Regions from separate parts of the Triticum aestivum genome. Here region 2 is linked to region 1. The links are chromatin contacts, called in public Hi-C maps. All regions are on one chromosome and are shown on one strand. The core of a region is the stretch at or near the end of the contact, and the rest is flanking DNA. Distances in the headings are between cores, read along the strand shown. Region 1 holds the start of LOC123045568 (disease resistance protein Pik-1). Region 2 holds the start of LOC123045569 (ferric reduction oxidase 7, chloroplastic).

Evidence for each region. Hi-C and Micro-C count contacts between places; a contact is called where the count stands out from the background.
Region 2: a contact with region 1 is called in a Hi-C map of an unstated tissue, with 6 times the contacts expected there. The contact joins the promoter of LOC123045569 here to the promoter of LOC123045568 in region 1. A contact is called at or near these places in 3 of 5 Hi-C or Micro-C datasets (leaf and an unstated tissue).

What each region holds. Positions count from the first base shown.
Region 1 is chr2B:481,912,346-481,919,732 of IWGSC CS RefSeq v2.1, reverse strand. LOC123045568 (disease resistance protein Pik-1) reads right to left here and starts at 4,585. Exons shown (of 3, transcript XM_044468676.1): 1 at 4,286-4,585; 2 at 3,181-4,157. The coding sequence starts at 4,127.
Region 2 is chr2B:482,502,426-482,509,812 of IWGSC CS RefSeq v2.1, reverse strand. It overlaps LOC123045569 (ferric reduction oxidase 7, chloroplastic), which reads right to left and starts at 3,396. Exons shown (of 9, transcript XM_044468678.1): 1 at 2,999-3,396; 2 at 2,786-2,876; 3 at 2,104-2,301; 4 at 1,299-1,533; 5 at 684-1,011; 6 at 281-563; 7 at 1-184. The coding sequence starts at 3,242.

The DNA of each region.
Region 1 (7,387 bases), core at 3,336-5,835:
CGAACTAACATCACCTGGACTACATTGACGAGTTTGACATCCTTGTCTACCACGCCCTTGACGCGTGTTTGGAGCACCGACAGCTCGTTGGATGAGGACCAGTTCAGACCCTTCTTGGGCCAGGACGTGAGCCGCAGGGGGGCTCCGAATCTGAATTCAGGAGCAGCAGCCCACTTTTTACCGCGCGGCTCGGTGATATAGAACCACTGCTGCTGCCACTCCTTTTGACGGAATCATTGAAGGTGCCCGTCGGCCATGTGACCTTGGGCATCTTGCTCACCATGGCGCCGCCGCACTCAGCGTGCTCGCCGTTCACCACCTTGGGCTTCACATTGAAGATCTTCAGCCATAAGCCGAAGTGGGGCGAAATACGGAGAAAGGCCTCACACACGACGATAAACGTCGAGATGTTAAGGAAAGAATTAGGGGACAGATCATGAAAATCAATCCCGTAATAATACATGATGCCACGAACAAATGGGTGAAGGGGAAACCCGAGCCCGCGGACAAAATGAGAAAGAAACACGACCCTCTCGTGGGGCTCCGGATTGGGGACGATCTGTCCCGCCGTCGGAAGACGGTGGCCGATTTTCTTGGCCAGGTACCCGGCCTCTCGAAACTTTTTGATATCCTTCTCCTGGACGGTAGAGGCCATCCATTTGCCTCCTGCTCCGGATCCGGACATCTTCGAAGAACCTCTTTTCGGTGGAGGAGACGAGTGCTTGGGCACTAGGGCTCGAGCGAAGGGGAATGGACGAGCGGAAGGGAGAGGCGTGGGTAAAGAAGAAGAGGCCTTATCTCTTTATAGAGCCAATAAAAACTTTTGCGCCTCCCTACTTGCCTGGTGGAACCTGCTCGTTCCCCACTCGCCGCGATTGGCGGTACGATTGGGCTACCCGCGCCCATATTGATAAAAGCCCCGTGGTAAGGGGAACACGATCTCTGCTTCAACAAGACATGCCCGGGAAACCGCCTCGCAATATGTGCGGTGGCTGGCTGGGGGAGGACGGTTCGATGATGGCTCGACCATGGTGTGATGTCACGTTATTTAAAGATTTCAACAGATTATATTCGTGGAATATCGTTCTCTACGATGGCATGTGAAAATCGTCTTGCAGAGCCGGACACGATTTAAGTGTTCGAGACTTACTTTGGATTATTCGAAGATGGAACCCGCCTTGCAATGCCGAAGACAATCTACGCGCCGGACTCATCGTCATTGAAGCCCGGTTCAGGGGCTACTGAGGGAGTCCTGGATTAGGGGGTGTTCGGACGGCCGGACTATGTACTTTGGCCCGACTATTGGACCGTGAAGATACAAGACTCAAGACTTCGTCCCGTGTCCGGATGGGACTCTCCTTGGCGTGGAAGACAAGCTTGGCGATCCGGATGTTAGATGTCCTTCTTTTTAACCGACTCTGTATAACCCTAGCCTCCTCCGGTGTCTATATAAACCGGAGGGTTTAGTCCGTAGGGGGAGGACAATCATAATCATCATAGGCTAGCTCCTAGGGTTTAGCCTCTACGATCTCGTGGTAGATCAACTCTTGTAATACTCATATCATCAAGATCAATCAAAGAGGAAGTAGGGTTTTACCTCCATCGAGATGGCCCGAACCTGGGTAAAACATCGTGTCCCCTGCCTCCTGTTACCATTAGCCTTAGACGCACAGATCGGGACCCCCTACCCGAGATCCGCCGGTTTTGACACCGACACTTACATGGCACATTTGCTTATGAGGGGAAGAGAGGAAAAGAAAAAGGGGAGGAGTTGGCTCTCATGCATGAGCCAAAAATGACTAACCTAATAGTCGACCTTATTGCCAACTCTATTGTACGAATTATTAATAAGGCTCTTGATGACATGGCAATTTTATGTAGCCACCTGCTGGCTCCACTATGGTTAGTTTTTAAGGTACTTTTATTTCTTGATGTATACCAGTACATGGTATACAAACCCGAAAGTCCTCTTCTGCGCGCGAGCTCATTTGAGCTTGCGATCAACAGTAAAATCCCAAAGAAAAATAAAACAAATTAAAAAAATTCTAACATTTTTCGTGACAAACTTTGATAAATATTTTGAGTGCTTGGAAAATTTCGTCATGAAATTCATGACATCCATGGAAGTCGTGGAAAAAATACAAAATCACCACTCCAAAATGCTTTTGAAAGTGACACTTTTGGAGTATCGACTTTCTTTTGCCACAACTTCCACGAATATCATTTCTTGATGAAATTTTGTGAGCACTCAAAACATCTGTCAATGTTTGCCCCAAAAAAATATTCAGAAATTTTTAAATACTTTTTTGGATTTTTACTGTTCACCCCATCTAATTTGAGCTCGAGCTCAGAAATACCACGTCCGTCGACATTCTGTATTTATGATGTAGTACTATTTTACTTTGCAATAAAAAATAATACACAACTATATCATTGAAATAACATAAGGGGGCATACTGTTTTCCTGCCCCAAGGCCCCCAGTATATCACGACCGGGCCTGTCCGTTACATGAGTGGGTTATATATATACAGGTTAGAACTAAATAATACCATGTTCTTTGACTGGAACTGGCAGGAGTTCTCCCGTTGCTCTATAGATTAAGAGGAGAGTACAAATTTCCAAGTTTTTCATAACCTTTTTCACGGAATCCGGGTAGAAGGTTATCTTATTATCAAGATTTCACTTACTTTTAACAATTCTTTTGTCTGTTGAAGCTACTCTTTTTTAGCGCAGTCTGTTGAAGGTACATTGTTTCGGCCAGTTGTCACGTTTGGCAAACCCACGTAATAAAACCATGAAGGTCCGCTCTAAAGATGAAGAGGGCGCAAGATGACCTTCCACTACTAAAGAATGTGGTTACTCTGATTTTGCTTAAGAATGACTACAAAAATCGGTTATCTATTAAAAAGATATATAGTTCTCAAGTTTGTAGTACGTACTAGTTATTTAGTACGCATTTCAATTTACTTGTTACAAACTGACTAAAAAAACTTCTAATCAAGTAAAAAAGGATGTACAACATTATTTTTCTAACAGAAAAAAAAGGAGAGAGATGTGAACCCCCTCTGTCAAAATTTATAATCGCAATATCAAATTACCTTTTATTGAATTAGAGCATAGGTGAATTATAGTGTGAGATAGAAATGGAAGTTAAGGTAGCAAGTGACTGATCAAGTTACCTGCGGTCTTGAAGGTACTGATCAATGTTGCGAACCAGCTCCTGCTCATCCTGGTCCTCGCCGTCTTCTGACATGGTGATTTCGGATGTCCCCGTGGATATCGACGCTGGTGCTATAGCTGCTTGTTTGTCGATCTGGCAGAGAATGTGTCTCAGAAGCACCTTGATGCAAGGCCTCGGGGACACATTGGCCAAAGCGTAGCACTCGAAGTAGGGTCCATCACCTCCGATTTGTTGGAGGTGTCGGTAGAGCTCATTGGCAAGAGCCGTTTTCCCCACCCCAGCGGGTCCAACCATGGACACGATACTGAGAGCCATGTTGTCTTCCTGGGCGGGCGTGAACCACCTGAGCAGCTTCTTTCTGGTGCTCTCGATGCCAACAAGAAGGTCCCCGCGTGCAACGGTCCCGGCCTCCGTCGCGTAGGGTTGCAGCTGCGGCATCCCACTTAAGGGGATACTATCGTCATCTCCGGCCAACATAAGATGCTCGTACCTGTAAGGTTGTCCGTTGATCCAGGAAAGCTCTTCCTCGATGAGTCGCGTTACATCCGGATGCGGTAACCGGAACTCTGAATCACAACGGAAGCAGGCAGTTCGCACATACGTTTCCTGTTCTTTTCTTGTGATGAAACGCTCGTACTTATCGAGGTGGTTCCCGATATATCGAGCCAGATTCCTCAACTTGAGCAGCCACAGCTCATAGTTCTCGACATGGTACGGTCTGAGATCCAGCAGTGGCAGAAGCTGGTCCAGTGATGCTGCGATGTCTCTCAGCTCGACCACAACGAGCCGGAAAATCTGTAATATTCGGTCATCGGCAGCACTGAGGCGCCGCCCGCTATGGTACTGCAGCAGTTCGGACATCCTCCAGGGGAGCGGCTCTATCTCCTCTAATGCTTCCTTCATCGTTTTCTTCGCCCTCTGCTCGGAAGCGGCCACCGCCCCCATAACTCTCTCGCAATCCGATCGACACTCCAGCTGGAGGTGGTCGGATAGTCGGAGAGGGATTGGAAAGAAATTAAATTAGAACTAATTGTTGTTCCGAAGAAGACGAAAGAAACTCGGAACCAGCAAATAGACTAATAACACAGTAGAATATATATTACCTATATAATGGATGCAACACGATGATCACCATTCAGTTCCGACAGATCTAGATTGAAGCCTTGAACCATGGCCGATGCGCGCAGGAGCTAGGAAGAGACTATTCTTGGTTTCGTCCCTCTCTACTATACAAGACTGTCAGTCGGCCTTCTTGGGGACAAGGTCGAGCTGTGTCTGGTGGAGCATGCTGGGAGTCTTCCTTTGACTTCTCAATGCACGGACGGGAGAGCCGGCTGGATCTGGACGCTGGGAATCAAGATTTTTTTTTAGGGAAGGGAATCAAGATCTGATAGATGGGTGGGGTGGGGGAGTGGGTGGTGCGGGTCTGCGTACCCCGTGTGATGCTACGGGCTATGATGCACTACTTTAAGAAACATTTCTAATCTGAACTTCTAATCCAATTATGTCCCTTAATCAAATATTATGTGTCTTAGGATCTACGTACTATAGGTTTGCTCATGTGGGCCCTCGCTGGTGGCCGACATCTTATCATGGGATCATAGCATTTTTCTCTTTAGTTTTTCATCTTTTTATTCCATTTTCTTTCTTTTTCCTGTAGAAGTGTCGTGCTCTCGCCTTCCTCTGTTAATAAAAACACACCTCTTATGTGTACTTACACTCTGCCGAATTCCCTCTAAGAACTCCCATTCTAATGGAATGAATGATTCCTCTCAGTCAATGGTATACATTCCTTCAGAAACTTCAAGAAAACAACCATGCTTCATACAATTCAAGATTTTAGCTTTTTTTTATTTCTCAGCACTAGTAGAAAAGGGGGCAATGGTCCAGGCCGGGTCAGCCCATTAGTCCCGGTTCAATTCAGAACCGGGACCAATGGGGGCATTGGACCCGGTTCGTTAGCCCCGGGGGCCGGCCGGGCCACGTGGGCCATTGGTCTCGGTTCGTCTGGACCTTTTGGTCCCGGTTGGTGGGACGAACCGGGACCAATGTGCCTTGCTCCTGACCCACCACCATTTGTCCCGGTTGGTGGCCTGAACCGGGACCAAAGGCTTCCCTTTAGTCCCGGTTCAAGCCACGAACCGGGACCAATTAATTGCCTATATATACCCCGCGAGCAGAGCACTCTCACTGCTCTGTTTTTCGTGGCCGGCGAGGAGAAAGCTTTGTGGTGCTCTAGCTCACCTCCTATGCACACGAGGTGTTCGATGGAATGCCCGAGCCACACTACTTAAGCTTTCTCCTCTCCAAGCTCCACCTCCAAGCTCCATTTTTTTCAATATTTGTCTAGGTTTAGCGGTCTGTCACGTCCCGTCCCCGTCTTCACCGCCGTCGATCACCCGCGCCGATCTCGTCGCCGGCACCACCGTGGTGAGCCTCTTGTTCTTATCTTCTTTCTGAAAGGAAAAAAAAACTCTTACTTGTATGTTTATTTAGATACTTGTATAATTTTCTTACTTTTATTATTGCATCTTATATAGTGCGATGGTTTTGGTATCCGCCCCCGTCGGCCCTCGTCCTGTCTATGATTCAGATGTGGTATATATTATCTTTTCATAACTATTGGTTCATTTATTGTTTATGACAATTATGCCGACCAAAGTGACATAGATTTTATTTATCTAGGAGGTTGTTGAACCGGAAATTCCAACCGACCCTATTGTCGAGAGGTTAAATTTAGTTGAAGAAGAAAACAATTTGTTGAAGGAAAAAATTAGAAAAATTGAGGAGGAGAAGATGATATTGGAGTTGCATGTTGCAGATGTCGTCGATGATCACAAGATCAAGATGGATGCAATGCGCTTGAAGATTAGAAAGATTAGAAAATATGCCATTCATACCGAGGCTTGGTATCATTATGCCGTTGGATCAGTTGTTACATTGGTTGCGATTATGATCGCATTTTTTTCGCATTGAAATGTTTTACATAGTTTCAGTGTATGGTTTAATTATTTTAGATGCTCTACAGAGCTTTATGTTGTTAGATGAGAACTATGTATGTACTTTGGTTTTAATGTGATGATGAACTTCTATTAATTTGGTCACTTAATTATCTATTCATGATATTCTGTAATGATTTTTGACACACTTAATTATATATAATGCACGCAGATGAACCGGCAATGGATGTACGGTTCAAGACACACCTCCGAGTACATTAAGGGTGTGCATGATTTTCTCGAAGTGGCTGAGGCAAACAAGCAGAATGGTTTTATGTGTTGTCCATGCCCTATATGTGGGAGTACGAAGTCTTACTCTGACCAGAAAATCCTCCACACCCACCTGCTTTACAAGGGTTTCATGCCACTGTTTGGACGAGGCACGGAGAAATAGGGGTTATGATGGTAGACGGCGAAGAAGAAGAGTACGATGACAACTATGTGCCCACTGAATACGGTGATGCTATTGAACATCAAGAGGAACCAGACGATATGCACGATGATGCTGCAACGGGCGAAGCTGCTGAAGATCAAGAGGAACCAGACGATGTGCCTGATGATGATGATCTCTGTCGGGTCATTGTCGATGCAAGGACGCAATGCGAAAGTCAAAAGGAGAAGCTGAAGTTCGATCGCATGTTAGAGGACCACAAAAAAGGGTTGTACCCCAATTGCGAAGATGGCAACACAAAGCTCGGTACCGTACTAGAATTGCTGCAGTGGAAGGCAGAGAATGCTGTGCCTGACAAAGGATTTGAGAAGCTACTAAAAATATTGAAGAAGAAGCTTCCAAAGGATAACGAATTGCCCGACAGTACATACGCAGCAAAGAAGGTCGTATGCCCTCTAGGATTGGAGGTGCAGAAGATACATGCATGCCCTAATGACTGCATCCTCTTCCGCGGTGCGTACAAGGATCTGAACGCATGCCCGGTATGCGGTGCATTACGGTATAAGATCAGACGAGATGCCCCTGGTGATGTTGACAGCGAGCACCCCAGGAAGAGGGTTCCTGCGAAGGTGATGTGGTATGCTCCTATAATACCACGGTTGGAACGTCTGTTCATAAATGGAGAGCATGCCAAGTTGATGCGATGGCACAGTGAGAACCGTAAGAAAGACGGGAAGTTGAGAGCACCCGCTGACGGGTCGCAGTGGAGAAAAATCGAGAGAAAGTACTGGGATGAGTTTGCAAGTGAGCCAAGG
Region 2 (7,387 bases), core at 2,147-4,646, 590 kb before region 1:
GATGGACTGAGCATCGACGGCCAACAGGAGAGAAAGCTCCGAGGTCTTCTTAACTGACCACAGAACCAGTACATTCTTGGGCGCGCATGGCATACCTTGCCCGATCCTGTGGATAATATCGCTCAAAATTGCCAAGAATGGCGAAATGCCAATGCCTCCTGCCACCAGGATGAGATTCTCATACCTGAAAGCACACACAATGCAAACAAAGTATTGACTTGAACTTTTCCCAATGGTGTCTGAATCACTTAACCGAAGAAAGACAAACTGAAGAACTTACATCAGGTGGTAGGGTGATTCGTGCCCATACGGCCCTTCGATGGAGGCGGTAATGCGACCAGTTTGCGACTGATCAGAGTCAGAGTCGCTCCTGGTCTTCTGCTCTTGGACATCGGCGATGATGCGCTTCAGCGTATCAGTCCATGTGCCAAGAACCTTTATGAGGATCGACATGTGGTACCTCCCATCCATAGGGCTGGAGGACACGCTGAACGGGTGCCACTGCAAGAACGACAGCTCACGCACTTGAACAAAGATGAAACTGAGAGCATTGTACCGAAGACCTGCAGAAATCCACACACAATTGTATATGTATACTCTCAGTGAGTTTGTAGTGACAGTAACCAAACACTCATGAACTTCATGCAGGGAATGAATCTTGATCGACCGAGATCTTGACATACTTGGTGGCTTTGAGAAGACTAGCTCCACCGTTCCGCATGGCCGGCAGGCCGCAGAAACGATGTCGACTTTGGTCCTCGATTGCCAGAACCTCAGGAAGCGGTCGAGCATGAAGAGGAAGACAGCGCCGGCCGAGATGCTGAAGACGAAGTCGCCGACGTGGAGCACCAAGAACACCACGAAAACCACGTAGAGCTGGTGGGTGTAGAAGAAGAGCTCGAAGAACCTCTTCCGTACCGGGTGAAGCGATGTCACCCACATCAGCAGACCAGCCGCCAAGCTGATCACGCCGGCTAAGTTTGCTATTCCGACTTCTTTCCATTGGATCAGCTATCAATAAGGCCAAGAGTACCATTAATAGGTTCTAAGATGGATGGAGAACGCTTACAACAAACATGTTAATATGCCCTCAGTCCAAATTTGCGTACTTAACCGTCAAAAATAGATTTGCATACTTTCTTTCAGACATAAAATAGTTTTCAGTCACATATGGTCGGTCTATTATTTTCAGCACATTCTGGTCGCTTGTTTGCAGTAACAATATGACAATCACACATGACAAAATTGGCAATAGCAAATTATCACTCTAAATTGTTCTGTATATTTTTTGAACTTACTTCTTCAATTAGGCGCCCCAGGAGGGACCATGAGATCACATAACACAAGCCGTGCAGCGTAAAGAGAGCCATTGTGAGATGCCCCAACCAGACATGGTATCTAGTAGCATGCTCAAATGGAATGTCGATAAGCCGGAGAAGAACTGAACCCCTTGAGACGGGCAGGAACAGGAAGATCATGCAAAACAAGCCAACTGATCCGAAACGGAGGCCTATGAGAGCCAGTAACAACTCACTGCAAGGCAAAACTTATGCCGTCTTAGAACTGTGTTGAGATGGTAACTAATTCTATACTATTCTATACGCTATGTTTCAGCAATATCATCAGTCTCAGTAGTAGCATGTCAACTGAGCATTCTGAATCAGTTACAGGACAACAAGGTACCATCAACTCATATCAATATGTATTTGACGTATACAGATCACGAATTTAAGTTACTGCAGATATATGTGTATGTTCCATTTTGATTTCCACGTCAACGAAGTGATGGCTCTAAAAATGACCATACAATGATCTATCCTCCACCAATCTTTTTCTGAACGTAATAACTTCAGCTTGAACCACATAAAACTTAACCCCTACAAGTACTAACTAATACTTGAGGCTTAATAATGTACTGACGCCAAAATCTATACCATCTTCATTACTTTAGCCGCAGTGATGAGAATAATATGGTACTATCACTAAATAAAAATATAATTTGGTATTTTTCATGCTCGGTAACTGTAAGGATAAGAAGAGGATTAGTCGATCAGTACTGGCATGAAACATTTCTCACTTAACAGGTTTCATAATACAACATACCTGCGAGTAGTTGGGGGCAAGTGCGCTTTGGAGATGAAGCTCACACTGTCTACAACATAATAGGTCATCGAGAAGACAATATAGACGATGAACAAGACGATTCCGATAAACTCAACAGCGGAGACAACACCGAGTGGACCATCAACAAGAACCGGAAAAGTCCAGAGACGGAAACTCAGTGACCTCAGCTTCTTCTTTCTGGTAGCAAAGAGCAGGTACATAATTAGCGATGGCAGCATGAGGCAGACCACTACACTACTCTCTCCGTTCACAAATAAAATATGTTCTAGTAACCTTTTTGTGAATCAGATGTATATAGACACTTTTAGTGTGTTTGGTCACTCATTTCAGTCAAAACATGTCATATTTGTGAACAGATGGAGTACTATTTTGTTAGTTCGATTTTCTATGGTGGTTCAGTTCATCGTGCTGTTTTCATGTCAAAATGAGCAAAGCCTGTGTAACTCCTGCAATAACACCTTATACGAGAATTGGACTGCAGTTGCAAGATTTTGCTAATATATCCAGAGAATCCAGTGCTTGAATAAAAAAAGATACTCTGAATTTTTAGTGCAGGTACTCTATCAATTCAGGGAAAGAAAGGGCTCATCTGAATACTCTCTAAATAAATGAACTGAAAGCACCAAATTGCCGCAAAATTCACACAAGGAGGAATACTCACTGGACGTGATCACCCGGGAAGGCGAAGATGTACACATATGCCAGAGCTGCAATTAGCAGAATCGGCCCGCTGAAGAAAAGAAAAACGGTCCCTGCGAGAGGCGAGAAAGGGAAAGGGGAACCCCAATTAGTACGAACGAACCCGTCTCCAGAGCGATCACCTACTTTCCCCTGCCTCAGATAAGAGGGGGCAGAATTCTTGGAGGCTGCGTACCAGTGAGGCCGGTGATCAGGCCCTCCGTGCTGGTGATGTCCGCCCACTTGCGGAACGCCGTCTGCACGGGCGCGGTGGGGTAGAAGAAGATCCCCGCGGCCCAGGTGAGGAACACCGCCCACATGAGGAACTTGAGCACGGACCTGGCCAGGGACGGCAGAACGGCCGGCGAGCCCTTGCTCCCGGCGGCGGCATTGCCGACGCCCCCGTTTTGCTGCAGGAGCGGCTCCCGTTCTTGGGTCATGGTGGCTGCGAGGGGGGGTGGAGTGAACCGGCGGGAGGGAGGTCTGGCTATGGGTCTCTCTGTGCCAGGACCCGCTGCTTTATACGGTCCAGAACTCGGCGTACGAGGGTCTCGCTGGTAACGGCGACTGCGACGGACGGGTTGCGGGGTTGGGGTGGGAGCGTGCAGCAGCAGCATGCATACGCGACGCCAGCGCCATGGATAAAAATATAGTATTTTCTTTAGGCGTGAATAGATTTCAATAGATATATTGCTAGCTGTTGGTCGTTGTTAATGGCGACGGCGATCGCCGGATGGGGGCCGGGAGGGTGAAACCGATGCGTCTTTCGCACTGCTGCTCAGGTGGTCACGTCCAACGTCGGTGTAGAGAAGCGGCGAGCCACACAACCAGCGTGTGTGCCAGAACAGAGCTGGATAACCGTGAAATCAGAACAGATAAACATGGTACCTACTACGTACATCCTACTGTAGGAGAACAGAAAAACCAATAGAAAGATAATCATAGGCGGGTGCAGTCTCAGAGATCCAACCGTTTTTTTCCCGTGGATAAGATGTACACTGTTTTTATTTTCTTTATTTCTTTTTACGAAAGACAGCAACGTTGTTTTCATTTAATTAAGAAGAAGTTTTTTTAAAATTAGAAGAAGTTTTTTTAAAGGGCATGCAACCATTTTATTACTTATCCACAAAGACGTTATAAAGTAATACATCAGTGAGTCCGAAGCCACCTTCTTGGCAATATTTGTCGCTATTCCTATCCAACTCATGAAGGGGTGTCGAAAGTCTGAGCCAAATACCAAACAAACCTCGCGTCAAAGTCTAACATCTAAAATCTGAGGCGCCAACCAAGCCACACTGCCGGGTCTGGGGCACACATCGGTCTGGCGCCCTTTCAGAGGCCCCCGCCGCCGTCTTTCATCGATCCATCTTCAGAGCAGGTACTGCCGCATCGATTGCCAGGCCTGCCGTCGACGCCACTAGGGCGCCAGACAACGCCACCTCCCTACGTGCGTCCATCATCACATCCGTCACCGAGACCCTGCTGCGCCACGCCGCCGAGACTCCGCATCGTCGATGCATGACATGAAACACCGCTCCACCGCTAAAACCATCCACTGGTCCCTCAAGCCAATGCACACATCCAAGAATGACGCCCCCAAGGAGGGAACGACACAAAGAGCGCCGCCATCATCCGATCAACTAATCAAGGGTTTCCCCCGGAGGTAGCGGGAGGAGTTGGAAGCTCCACCTCGATGATGCCTTCATGAAGGAAACGATGCCAAGGGCGTCACCATCACCGGCTCCGGCCACCAACCGAAGACTAGGTTTTCACCCGGACCTGTCTCAAGAAATCCAACCGACAACCTGTGCACAGTCCCAGCCGCCTCCAAAGCCCCAAATCTAGCCATCTAGATCCGGCGACCATCCACATCAGCACTGCCACCATGGGAGCCCTGGCACATCGGCAACTGCCTGTGAGTGCCACCACCGGAGCCTGGGAGGAGGGCTGCCACCCAGCCTCACCCAACCACGAGAGCCGCCGAGAGGTCTCCCGCACGCTCGTCACCATCTCTGATCCAAACCAATTCAGAGCTAAAGCCACCAGATCACTGGTGCAGATCCACCTTGGACAGGGACAACACCACGCCATGCCGTCGTGGGCAGCCTGAGCTTCACCTGCCGCCACCTTCCAGTGCCTTCGCCCCGGGATCCATGCCGAACGTCGTCTCCGCCACCGACCACGTTGTCGAGAAGAAGTGAAGAGTACAAAACCATAAATGAAAGAGAAAACTATGTCGAGAAGACAACAAGGTAAGTGTCGAAAAGAAGAAGGAAACGGATGACCATCCTCTCCACTATCCTCACTTTTAGAACAGGTAAACATTTGCCATTGGTCCATCTAGAAAAAAAAGAATATTTGCGGTTGATTAATACTCCTTTAAGAAAAATGACCTTTAAGTTGTAGTTTGTGACACTTATTGTCTTGTTTAACAGAAAGTCCTACAAACGCAAGTTGCTTCTATTTTTTACCCCTTCTAAAATTTTGCTCCGGTCTATCAGGTGGGTCCCACTGCCAGTCTGGTGTGGCGTGTGGATTCAAATGCCAGATTCGTTGGGGTCTTCCAATCAACACAACATTTTAGACTGCTGATGGGGGTGCATGGTGAGCTTTATCCCGGCTAGTTGCCGCTACTAGGGCCGGACATTTTTGTTTAAACATGGGGTATTGTGAGGCGGTAGGGGCTAGTCATCGCCTGAGTGTGATATGCCGGTGAAAGAATGAGCATGGTTCAGCAACACAACCCCCTTCGGCTTCCTTTGTGTCGACCTCTTCGTGCACCCCGTGTCCCATGTAAACTAATAGAGCAACCATAGTGTCGATCGCACATCAACATCAGTTATCGTCACCACTTCCTCTATTGCCATTTTGCCTCTAGCGTCGCTGCTCTAGAAACACCAACCTTCGCACGCGATGAAAGTGAGAAACAATTTAAGAGGTGCGGGAAGAGTATACCAAGTTGATTGTCCTTAACCAACTCGCCATGTGCCCCATTTGTCGCTCCTGGAAGCGCCCCCAAGGAATGATGTGCCACCTATCTAGCATTTGACTCATGGCTGCGTCGGACCGAAGGCAAACCCTACTTGATAGAATGGGCAAAATTTTGAAATTGGTAAAAACTGGAACAAACTTGATTAAATGGGGTATCATGGAGGGATTTTTTAATGTGTGCTAGATAAGCTAAAAAAGTGTCACAAGTAGCAACTTAGAGGTAAAAGACTGGAATTCTCTCAAAAACTTCATTGCATATATAGCCACTATGAAAATAATGTAGGTTCTTCATAATTCAATGCATCCACATCTTATACTAGCCTTCCTATCTATGTTGATACACCACATTCGGCTGAGCATATAGGCCACATTAACTCGATACAAATGAGAAATGTACAGAGGACAACATACAGACCCTAGCAAGCGTGAGGACCAAAATGAAACATTGTCTGAGTTTAGGGACTAAATTTTACGGCCTCAACAAGCTGGATGGATGTAAATGTATTGTACTATATGTTTTCCACACCATCTATGGATGGCAATTAATTGTTCTCTTGTGTGTTTTGTGTTTTGTTCCACCAACATTATGCAATAACAACAATCACACCCCTTCCTCAACTTTATTCTCACCACCAATGCTTCATATATTTTTATTGAGTGTGAACATGAGAAGAGGAGATCGTCAATGAAGCTACCAGAGCTAGGGTCCATGCCCTCGCATCTGCAAGACGGGCTTGAGAAGATCAAGGAGCAGCTCTGGTCCTCTAGGAACTCCAAGAAGCAGGCAATGAAGGAGGCCGAGGAGCCCATGGCAAGCGTTAGCATAGATCCACGACACCCATGCACAACTGACCAAGCTCTCCTTCGTGGTGGGGACCCATATTTTCAAGCTCAGACGGCTATCGTAAGATTGTGATTGCTTGTGGCGGTTAAATCAAGAGGTCTTGTAGAAATACTTGGCACACCTCATCATCATGGCCCGCATGGACTGCAAGCAAGAGGTTTTGGAGGCGATGGCGACCATCTATGAGCTCAGGGTGAATCACAAAAAAGGCGAGCGACGATTGTGGCACATGCACGATCATTGCACAAGAGTGGAGTCGACAACCGGAGACGAGACGGTCACCATTGACTTGTTGCTCACCAACAACTCCGGGCTGGTGGAATCTTTAGATATTGTCGTCATGGAGCATGAGGACTCATGCGCCAAGCTCAAGGACCTCAAGGAGGAGGCATCAGTAACAACGTAGGCAACGCGATTCTTGCTCAGAGGACTCAATTCATGTCGAGCTGAGGTTGGTGCTAGAGAACGTGGATGCCAGGTTCAAGAAGAAAATACTTTTAGCACCATGGAGGCGCAATGCACATACGAGTGTATGGACCAGATAAAGGAAGAGTCCTATATGCAGTAGTGCAAGCTCATAGTGGCGGGAGCAAGCACCAAATCCAAGGTCATCTTCCTGAAGGCACTCCAACTCCTTTCGTGGTGTTCTTGTGTTTTGGCCCCTCCATTTTTCATCTTGATATGTCATGTTGGACAAAGCACGTACATTACGTTAGTATGCTATGTGTGAGAACCTACAAAGGATCGTAT